Regions from separate parts of the Sus scrofa genome. Here region 2 is linked to region 1. A link is a contact called in public HiChIP or PLAC-seq data. All regions are on one chromosome and are shown on one strand. The core of a region is the stretch at or near the end of the contact, and the rest is flanking DNA. Distances in the headings are between cores, read along the strand shown. Region 1 has its middle 290 kb from the start of KCNH7. Region 2 has its middle 390 kb from the start of FIGN.

Evidence for each region. HiChIP or PLAC-seq counts read pairs in DNA pulled down with a chosen protein or histone mark.
Region 2: an H3K27ac HiChIP or PLAC-seq map of skeletal muscle shows a contact between it and region 1. The contact joins two enhancer-like sites. A contact is called at or near these places in 2 of 47 Hi-C or Micro-C datasets (both in embryonic fibroblasts) and 1 of 2 datasets of contacts at active chromatin or transcription factors (skeletal muscle).

Annotation. Positions count from the first base shown.
Region 1 is chr15:69,843,456-69,848,756 of Sscrofa11.1, forward strand. No RefSeq gene overlaps it. Among named protein-coding and RNA genes, the nearest start is that of KCNH7, 290 kb to the left of the region's middle. Within about 2 kb of position 2,021, at least 1 of the 83 cell types and tissues checked has an H3K27ac peak or open chromatin away from gene starts, as enhancers often do. A contact at or near this core is called in skeletal muscle, where this site is marked.
Region 2 is chr15:70,004,485-70,009,785 of Sscrofa11.1, forward strand. No RefSeq gene overlaps it. Among named protein-coding and RNA genes, the nearest start is that of FIGN, 390 kb to the right of the region's middle. Within about 2 kb of position 3,192, at least 39 of the 83 cell types and tissues checked have an H3K27ac peak or open chromatin away from gene starts, as enhancers often do. A contact at or near this core is called in skeletal muscle, where this site is marked.

The sequences.
Region 1 (5,301 bases), core at 771-3,270:
GTACAGTTTGTCCCCACAGATGTTCCAATAGTTCCCTCTGGGAAATAAATCCAGGGCAGCAAAAGTTGGTGGTAACTGAGGTACTGGATATTATGAAGACAGTAGGTGAGTGGAGGCATGAATGTGGGTACCATATTGGGGATGGTGAACAGGTGAACAAAGAGAAATCCAAGTTTCTGGAGCCAAATCCTCCAGCAGAGACAGGAGACACTCAAGAGAGAAAAGTTTAGCCACATATGTGCAGGCATAGTTTTTATAAACCAACAGGAGAGCAGGTGCAACACAAAGAACATAAGCTACACCAAATGCTCACTACCCACGCTGAAAGGGGACACTTAAATAGCAACAACTGTCTGTTTCCATCTTAAGGACTGTATTCCTTTCCTGCAGGCTACAAAACTCACTGTGTTATTAAGTTTTCACAAAAACAAGGTAGAAATTCTAGTTTTATAGTTTCTAGAAGACAATTGATCTATTTATTGTCTGCTTGCTTCAGCTCCAAGGAACCAGCAGTGTTTACTCAGACACAAGCAAGAGCACTCTGCCTTCCCTTTGATCTGCATCAACCATGCAAATCAGCATTCTCTCAATTTCCCAGGACCTGAAGCCAAGCCAAGCCAAGCCAACAGGAGGCTTGAGGACTGTACATCTGCCCTTTTTTCATTGTGTTCTTGGTTATTTTTCCTGAGAACTTTCAGAGAATGTTAGCTGCAGACAGATGCCTCTGTTCTCTTAGCTGATGCAGCACAGAAAAATAAAACTGGGCAAAATTAGAAAGCACTAGTGCAAATTTGATTTTCATCTGGTGAAAATTTTCTCAATCCAACACATTAAATTTTTTTCACATTTGTTCTAAATTCAAATATTTTAAGCCCTTCTTTAGGACATTACAATTTAAAACGAAGAAGTTAAAATCTTACCTCCAAGAGTAGCTATTTGTTTCCTAATGACATTTGTGCTCAAAGTACAGAATCACTCTTAAGGGCTTTTCTCTGGGTTATAGGGGTAGTTTCCTGATCTGCTATCTATTTCTGATTATTCTTAAGAGGCTTTTCAGAAAAAATAAGATCATTGTTTAAGATTTCAGCACCATTGCGAGCTCAGCTTTCTCTCTCTCGTGTGTAGATGAGTACTTCATATTACAGACATAATCTTGCTCCATTTACCTTGAGTGAGTAATGTCTAAGAGGCTGGGCCTCTGGGCAAATGAACCATGCTATTGAGGCAGTAAGAGCTGCAGTCAAACCAACCTGTCTTGTCAAGAATAACAGCAATGGGAGTTCCCATCGTGGCGCAGTGGTTAACGAATCCGACTAGGAACCATGAGGTTGCGGGTTCGGTCCCTGCCCTTGCTCAGTGGGTTAACGATCCCGCGTTGCCGTGAGCTGTGGTGTAGGTTGCAGACGCGGCTCGGATCCCACGTTGCTGTGGCTCTGGCGTAGGCCGGTGGCTACAGCTCCGATTCAACCCCTAGCCTGGGAACCTCCATATGCCGCGGGAGCGGCCCAAGAAATAGCAACAACAACAACAAAAAGACAAAAAAAAAAAAAAAAAGAATAACAGCAATGGAGAAAGATCATGTGATTGTATTGCGTAAGATTTTTTTAAATGCTACTTGGGCATAAATAATACAATAGTTCCAGGTCATGTTCAAACATGTATTCCTTAATTCTGACTTTGAAAAAGAAAAAAAAACCTCAAAATTAAAGTTAGTCTCTTTTCCTGCTAGACTGAGCAAAATCTGAGCAAGAGAATCATTGACCAGAGATGTTTTTATATTGTGTCCACCTTTGGGGTCTCTTTAAAAACATTCAGGGGCAATAAATGCTTTTTTAAAAAACTGACTAAGTTTAACTCACATGATTTAAAAATAAGAAAAAAACTTTTTCACTTTTTTTCTCTGGAAAGTCACATAAAGACTCTCATTCAAGCAGGAAGAAAATGGATAGTATGTTTGGATATCACCAGACAGTTTGCCAATGACTTACGTGCTGTGTTTCTCAACTCTCTGAAGTTGGCAGGGCAGGATAGGTACAATATTGTTTTCTCCAGTTTATAGCTGGGAATAAAACAGATTCAAGGAGATGACATGATGGGCACAAGGACATATAGCTTATAATTGGTGTAGTCATATTGAACTCTGGTGTCTTGAATGTCTCCCAAGTTTCTGGTGAGTATGTAAATGCTGTTTCATTTACAGAATATGAACATTCCTGTGAAGAAGCCTGTCTTACCCTGAGCTGATCTCTATAGCTAAGCTGCTATCTTTTGAATGTCATCACAGTGTCATTATATTATCCTCTGGCTGGGAGACCAAAGTATCTATTTTATTCCACATAATGTAGAAGAGAGAGTACTCAGGAATTATAGTATTCCAGAGTAATGGCACAGAGCCTATCATGACCTTTCAGTGAACTTGAGCCTGTGCAGCAGGTTGGGGAGCCCCAGAGTGGTCAGGTGACCACACTGCCATCTGCAGTTTCTAGACCGGTCATCTGGCCAGTGTTGACCTTTCGGAACATGATCCAGTGAAATCCAAACCCTGAGAGCGGCTGGCAGGCAAAATCGGCTCCTCAATGTCAGTTTCACTGCTGAGTCGTTTAATTGTCCACTACAACTTGTAAAGGGCCCATTAGACTCAGGTCATGAACCTCCCATTTAGCATTAATGGATAATCAAATCCTATTTGATTGGAAATGCTTTTGTCTTAATTGTATTTCCTTCATAATTATAAATACCTAACATTTTGGTAACAAACATAAAAGAACATAAAGTTTATAAGTCCCATTTTAAGAGACTAACACCTCTTTCTGAAGGTGCTCCATCAAAAAATGAAATTTTATTAAAATTATACCCCCAAACTAAATAATAATAATACACATTGCAATAGTGTTTCAGTATATTAACAAACTGGATTTTAATAATTTACTCTCTGATGACATTTTTAAAAACAAAGCTTAAATTATTTTTCCTGCAGGAAATGGATTTCTCTCCATCTTGTATATCCTTAAAACTTACATTTCTTCACTCATTCTTTCACCAAAAATTTATTGAGCATCTACCAGATGCTATATACTATGCTATCCACCAGGACAGCAAAGATGAACAACACCCTGTTGTTACTCATATAACACAAGGAGCCTGCAACTTAGCTGGGATGAAAGACCTATAAAGATATAACTATAATAAATATTGAAAAGAAACAGGATTTTTATATGGGATAACAGAGTATATGAGGCTGATAGCCTCAAGAATAAAAAAGTTAAGGAAAGCTTAGAACATGTTGAATTTAAGCTGCTAATGAAAATGCAAGAGGAAATCATTAGAAGGCAAACAATCTCAGGAGTGAAGTTAAGCTGTTGTTATATATGTTCGAATATGCTTCATATAATCAGTAATTTAAGCCATGGAAGGTTATGACAGAAAGAAAGAAGGAAGTTCAAGGGGAAATCTTTGAAGAAAATCTTTATTTAAGGTATAAAACAAATTACAATTAGAGAAATAAAATGAAAACCCTGACAGCACACTATGATTGCCACTAAAGGATTGAAGAGTTTGAAATGTGAGAAATATAGAAAAGTAATCATGATACTTAAGTAGCTAACAGTGATAACATTACCCAAAAGCCATAGAAGTTGGAAAACCCATTTGTCTTGATTAGAACTTGAAGACCTTGGGCCCAAAATACTACCTAATACTAATTTCCTTTGGGTCCAGAAGCAGTAGTTTATTTAGTCCAGACCTACCTTATTCCAAATCTGAAATAAAGATAGGATGTGAAAGTTCTAACGATCTCCCTTTTCATGAGTTACCAGAATAGGAGAAAAGCGGTTTCCTGAAAAAAAGGTACTCTATAAATTTAAGATGTTTCATTGTTCCAAGTGACCCATATATATAGTTATAAGGCTAAGACTATTGGAAGTGAAAATTGTGATCTAAATAGCCAGCATTTCTTTAATTATGTGACTATCCATAAGTTGTATATATCTGTACATAACGTGTTCTTTAAAAACGTGTACCACATAACTCTAAGGTAATTCTCCAAAGAGGCTATTAGTCTGTTGTGTCACAGGATATTATGTTATTAATAACACAAAGATGAAAGAAAATTGTCCAGTTAATGTGGTTAGCTAGAGACACAAATTGAGAGTCAAGATTCATTGGTTCTATTTTGAGCTCCACCACTGACTCTGAGCTTTCAGAAGTCACATATTCTTCAAAATAATATTGATCCCTCACAAAGGTACAGGATTTTAAAACCAGATAATTTTAAAGTTCCTTGATACCTTCTGAAGTACAGCATTAATTTTTTTTTCAATTAACAAGGGATTTACAAGTTTCCAAAAGTGCTTGTCAAGTGTGTTCTATTATGTACCTACATCATTAAGAAGAGCTTTGAAATATTTTATAATTATATAGAGACATTTTTAAAAGATACATTTCCTAAATGATCCATGAATTAAAATATCATGAACATGATCTAATTTGCACAAGGACTAGGATGTGAAGTGGATACTCTAGCAACAGTTCAAACAAATAAAAGGTAATAAATATATTATGGCTGTGTTTTAAAATAAATGTACACATTAAGTGCAAACTTCTATAAAATATTAAACTAATGTTATTTTAATTTTGAGACAACTTATAGTATCACACTGATGTTTTCAAATTTAATCAGGAATATAGTGTATAGAACTTGAATGACTGACAAATTTCCTATGAAGGCTGCCAATTAGACTTGTATGGGTGGACGAAGGCTCCAAGAGTTTTCCTTTTACTTCTGTTTCTCTGTTGGTGTTCCTTTCAAGCTGTTGGAGCTTGAGAAAAACCTAAGCTTTGGTATTTTTAATACCTTTAATTTTCCTATATGGAGTCAAGGTCTGAAAATTCAAAATAGGTAAAACTCCATGGGACCTGACATGATTCAGTTAATGTTATGACTGGGTAATGATCCACAACTTAATACCAATAACAGATTAAGATAGAAAAGATGATTATTATTAGGAAAGCTATTATAGTGTGAGATATGGATAGCCAAAGAATAGCATCTTTCTCTTAAGATTAGTTGCATTAGGGTTTCTTAAAATTATTTCAAAGGAAATGAATGATAATTCATTCTGACTTATCTATATCCAATAGCAAGAGCATATATAGTTTTAAACTATATCTTACATATAATATATATAATTATGTATAACTGTTTTATATACTCATATGTACATGAGTATATAAAATTATAGATAAATAGATAGATCCCAACCCTCTTTTCTCTTCAGTCAATAAGAATTTACATTTTATTAG
Region 2 (5,301 bases), core at 1,942-4,441, 160 kb after region 1:
ACTTATTTGTTTGCATGGTATTTTTTAAAGACAGCTTGATTTTTTTTTCCCCCACACTGGATCAACTGATTACTCAGCTTTATTCTAACACAATAATGATGAATATTTTTCATTTTAAGTACATATAATCCATAGTTAAAATAAAATTGTTCAATATTTTAATATATGAAAAGAACCCCTAAACAATATTCTATGAGAATAGAATAAAGATATCAGGGTATGTGTAGTTTTAGCGTTTACCCTGGAAGTTATAAAATACACTATTAAGATCATTACAGTAAAACATATAGTGACACCAAAGTGAAATTTCAGTTTTGAAACCAAAACTAAGAAAAAAGAAAAGAAGTACAAGGCAATAGCTATAAAATACAAATAACTGTAAGTAACTTTTAACTTGGAGCAGGAGCTTAACTATTACTGATGGAACATTCCAAACTGAATTGCCCCAGGGCTGAGTACCATTACCTCTCCTGGTTTTCTTCCATCTGTCTCTCACTGTCTAGATTTTGATTTCAGACCCGTCAAATTTTCTTTCTCAGCAGTACATGTTTTAGACAGTAGAGGGCACTTTGAATTTAGACAAAGCCCAAGAAATCTCTGAATCTTCATTCAGAGAGCTTTTGTTTGACTATAAAGAAATAAAATGCAATTTTAGTGTACATTTAAAATGACACATTTTAAACTATGTAATGCTAAAGTTTGTTTCTATTATGTTAAATCAGTCTCTCACTTTATACTTTGTAAAAATACTGTAATATGAATTTGACCAACGTCACTGTGTTTAGAAAAGAGCTTTGATACAATAAAATAATAAACAAATTAGAATCAATCGATGAATGAATAAAGCTTTGGTTTTTCTTTAATTAAAAGAGCCAATGAAGAACAAAACCCCATGTACATGTTAAGAGACAAATTAAAAACTACATCAAAATCTTAAAATTATACTTTATAAAAATATAAAATGTCTAAATGAAATTGGAGACACAAAAATTCTATTTACTCAGCTCACCACAGAAGTATAAACACTTCATTCTTCTTTCTTTTTTTTAAGCCACTTAAAGAATACTCTAAATGCAGTGTAAGTTTCCACTTACTCTCACATATCATTTATAATAAATCCTTCGATTTCACATTGAAAAAAGTATTTAAATGAGTCGATAGGGTTAATTCTCTTAATTATCTTTAAGAAAATTCTTTTCGAAATTTTGCAAAATGCTACATTATGTTACTGAAATATATAAAACAATTTATCTACATGTAGTCTAATTGTTTTTCTAATACAAATGAATATCTTGATCACATTCATTTATGCAACAAATGTAATCTTACTTGTAATTATTCCACTCCATTTCAAAAAAAAATAAAATAAAATGTAATGCATTTCAAAATTTCTATACACTTTTTTCATCAGATCAAATAATTACCTCTCCTAATTTAAGGCACTATGTTCGTTCGTTCTATCCCTCTTAAATTTTTTTTAATTTCCCCATTTAATTAAAACCAATTATCTTATATACACAAGTTTAAATTTTGAAGTTTGACTTACTTGTTCTTCCCAACCAAAAATGCACTTACTTAAAGCTAATTGTGAGTTTGGTAGCCTCCAGACTATGAAGAAATCCCCAGTTTTGCCCTTCAGGAGCTTATACTTAAAAACAAAATAACTCTATTTATTTCTCCAGCAAGTGAACAACGTGTCTAAACCCTTCGATTGTTAAAGGCCAAATGTATGAAGAAATACACAGCTGTATGGCAGAGTTAAAGTTCATATACATGAAATATTGTAAACTTTTAGGGTAGAATTTAACAGTCATATGGGATAGGCAAACAGGTTGGCTATAAATGTAAAAAAATGTACAATTAGTTTTGCTTGAACATTGACTAGAGGAGAGAAATCCATACTAAAAAAAGGCTTATTGATTTTTTTCGTATATCTAATTAAAGAAAATAAAGTTGAATGCTTTCTTTCACCCTGACTTCCAAAAATATGGGGAAAAAATATTATAAAGATGTGCATCGCACATATAACCTTGCCCTGTATAGTTTTCATAAGAGAAAAGCAAATAAATAGCAATTGTCACTACTCTAAATGCACTGCCGCGCTCCCTAAGATTTATCTCTACTCCTTCCCTCATTTATTATTGCCGGTAAACTATGTATTTGCCACTAACACTGTCTGAATAGATTTGAAACAGTAAGTATAACAGGCTCAAATGGACAGTGCCTATTATCCCTTCCCTCTTCTCTCTTGCCCTTTAATGGCCTATAACTTCATTCAATCTGTAGCTACATTTGTGTTCCTTTTACAACAAAAAGGGTCATAATGTTGTCTCTGATAATACTGAAATTGCCTCATTTGTTCATCTTCTTTCAGTGCCTTGGAGCTGGTCACCCTCTCAACTGATGCCTAGATTTATACCCATCAACTTTGAAATTTAAGGTCTTGTTTAGTCACTGGCAATCTCACCCACAAAATGCCTTGGGATTCGATGAACCAACCGGGAGACAGATGCCCAGGGAGGCCCAGGTCTAACTGGCTCTGGGAACTCACGCCTGAGGCGGCAGGGACACCTACTAGAACAAATCCGGGTGTCATTCTCCTGCATCGCAGGAAAAGAAAGGCGGCTTTGCCAATCCCCAAGGCAAGGGAGGGAGCAGTCGGTCAGCTGACACTGAGAAGGCGAGAGTGAAGGAATGAGAAGAATGTGCTTGCTCAGAAGATGGGAGCGATAGGGACTCCCCACTCCGACCCCAGTGCGTTGGCACCGGGAGAAGCCTGGCCTCCCCTCAGCTGTTGCCACTGGGGCTGTCACCGCGGCGGCCGCTGCCCGCGACAGCGCCGCGGGAGCGGTGATGCCGGCGCTGAACTGGCCACCGCCGCTGCTTCTGCCTTGACTGTTGCCCCTGACCCTTCTGCTTCTTCTTTCTTGATTTTAGAATCAGCTTTTCTTTTCTTTTCTTTTCTGTTTGTTTGTTTGTTTTGTTTTTAATCCTGGCAGTACCTCTTGGAAAAAGCAGAAAATAGCCTCCACATTTGTCAGAGAGAAGGGAGCCCAGAGAGGAAGGGTAGGGTGAAGTTGTTAAGGCTTCTAAGCAAGCTGGGATTCTGGGGCCCCTTCTGTCTTTTCTCCCTCGCTCTGGTTAGCATTTTCCCTCCTGCTGCAGCAGTGCTTTGTCAGCCTTGGGCTGGGAACTAACTGTGAACGTAGTCTCCTCCTCCTTCCTGACTTTTGAGGATGCTTCACCCCTCGCCCCTCCAACAAGGAGAAAAATACCAAAGGTATAAAAAGGGAAGTAAATCCTCCAAGAGAACTTTGTCTTTGACAATCCAAATTTTACTGGTATTCCTGTAAGAGAAAATGGATCTTTTCAAGTCCTAGGACAATAAAATAAAATTCAAATGGATGAATATGGCAGGTTGGGGAGCAATTAACACTAATTTGGAAGAGCTCTTCTTGAGGATTTTCTTGACCTGACCATTCATGTTACTTCCCTTTCTAAGATCTTCTTCCCCTTTCAAGGCTAAAAGCTGGGTATGATTCAGCTCATAAAAATATGTCACAGCAATTGGAATTTACCCTTTGACCTTCTCTCACCACCACCTCCACTACACACCACACACACACACACATTCACACACAAGTTGCAATTCACTAGCTAGCCTTGTTTTTACTAAACAGATGGCTGTGTTACTGGTGAAAACTGCCTTTTTGCACAAGATAAAACTTCTAAGATCTTAGGATAGGAGCTATTTGCAAGAGGAGCTCAAAGCCACATTTTCTTTGGTGCATATGTGAATTCTGAAATAGTTTGGGCAATAGAGTGGTAGATTATTTACCTATTTGGTAAGCAGAGGCACAAAAAAAAAAAAACTGTCAGTAAATAGCAGTCTTTAACATCATTCTTCTCTATGAAATTTGTTTTTGTGGGTCAATTATGGATGATTACATTCAGCATTTAAAGTTCATAAGCATAATTCTTTCAGGGAATCAAGTGACTCGATTTAAAACACATAGGAAAGGGACAGAAAGCTGAGTCTAAAATGTATGAGGAGAGTTTTTTAGTTTTTCTAAAATCCTGTTCACCTTTCCAAATAATTTTTCCTTGCCTTTGTGTTGTGAAAGCCCCATTACCAGCTATGGAAAAAAAAATAGTGCTAAATGTTTTGTACAATTTCTTTTTGTGTGTATGAAGCTTGAAAAGTCAAGAAAATGTGCAAAATACTGAATCAGGCCACCAGGGCCAGTTCAAATGCACAGAGAGGCATTTTTACTGCATTATTTGAACTATTATTAAATAAAATGCTTTCTTCCCCAGAACTTGGCTAAGTACTAATTTTCCAAAACACGAATTTGATTTCTGGTGGGAAGTTAGAAATAATTTGAATGCATGACTACATCCTTGTACCCTCTCAAATTAACAGTGTTCCCTGGGCCCCACCCGACATCCTGAGAATGGTGCAGACTCAGATCACATTGGGAGAGCTTAAAGTGTCCAGGAAGCATTTGAATCTAGAGGTCTGAGAACATAAGCAAGTTTAAACATTGTTTTATCCATGAATGTGGGGACTAGAAATAATAAATTGAAACAGTTACTGGCAATACATTACCAAATGCCTAAGTAGTGACTAACTGACAAGTTAAAAAAGAAATTGCCAGACGGGAATTAAGTAGTTTTTAACATTAAAATAATTGTACTCATCTTTTTTGAAACAATCATTTTGCTCCTCTGTGTTTGCATAACATGCTGGGAACAGTAACATGCTTGAACTCAGAAGTTACAATAAGAATAACAAGGCATAAAAAACAATGTAAGCTCTTTCCTAAGTAATTCAGCAGGGTTTTTTCCACAAATCTGGAGGAAAAACCTCACATTTTCTGCAGTGCTTATTCACATTCGCTAATGCTTTCTCTGCTTGGCACAGCATTGATGATAATTTAACTTTCAGTTTTTAGGTAACAACAATTTTTCTCTATTGTTGCCATGTGATGATTAAGGTTTGGGGGGTTTCCTTCTGTTTATACTCTCCATTTTGTTTGGAGTTAATAGATAACTGCAAATATACCTGGATGCTCTATATCACTTACTAGCTTAGTGGTAGTCTGCCATTTTTATTGAAACTTGGGCACCAACTGCTGGTTGGAAACATTTTTCATGGAATTCTTTGTAATTTAAATAAACTACTACTTCAAGATTTGCCATGTGTCCCTTAGTCATCTTTAAGGCACAGAATTTCACATACTTTTTGTGAGCTTTGACTCTGAAATATCTGTCTCATATATGCAATCTCTAAACTCAATG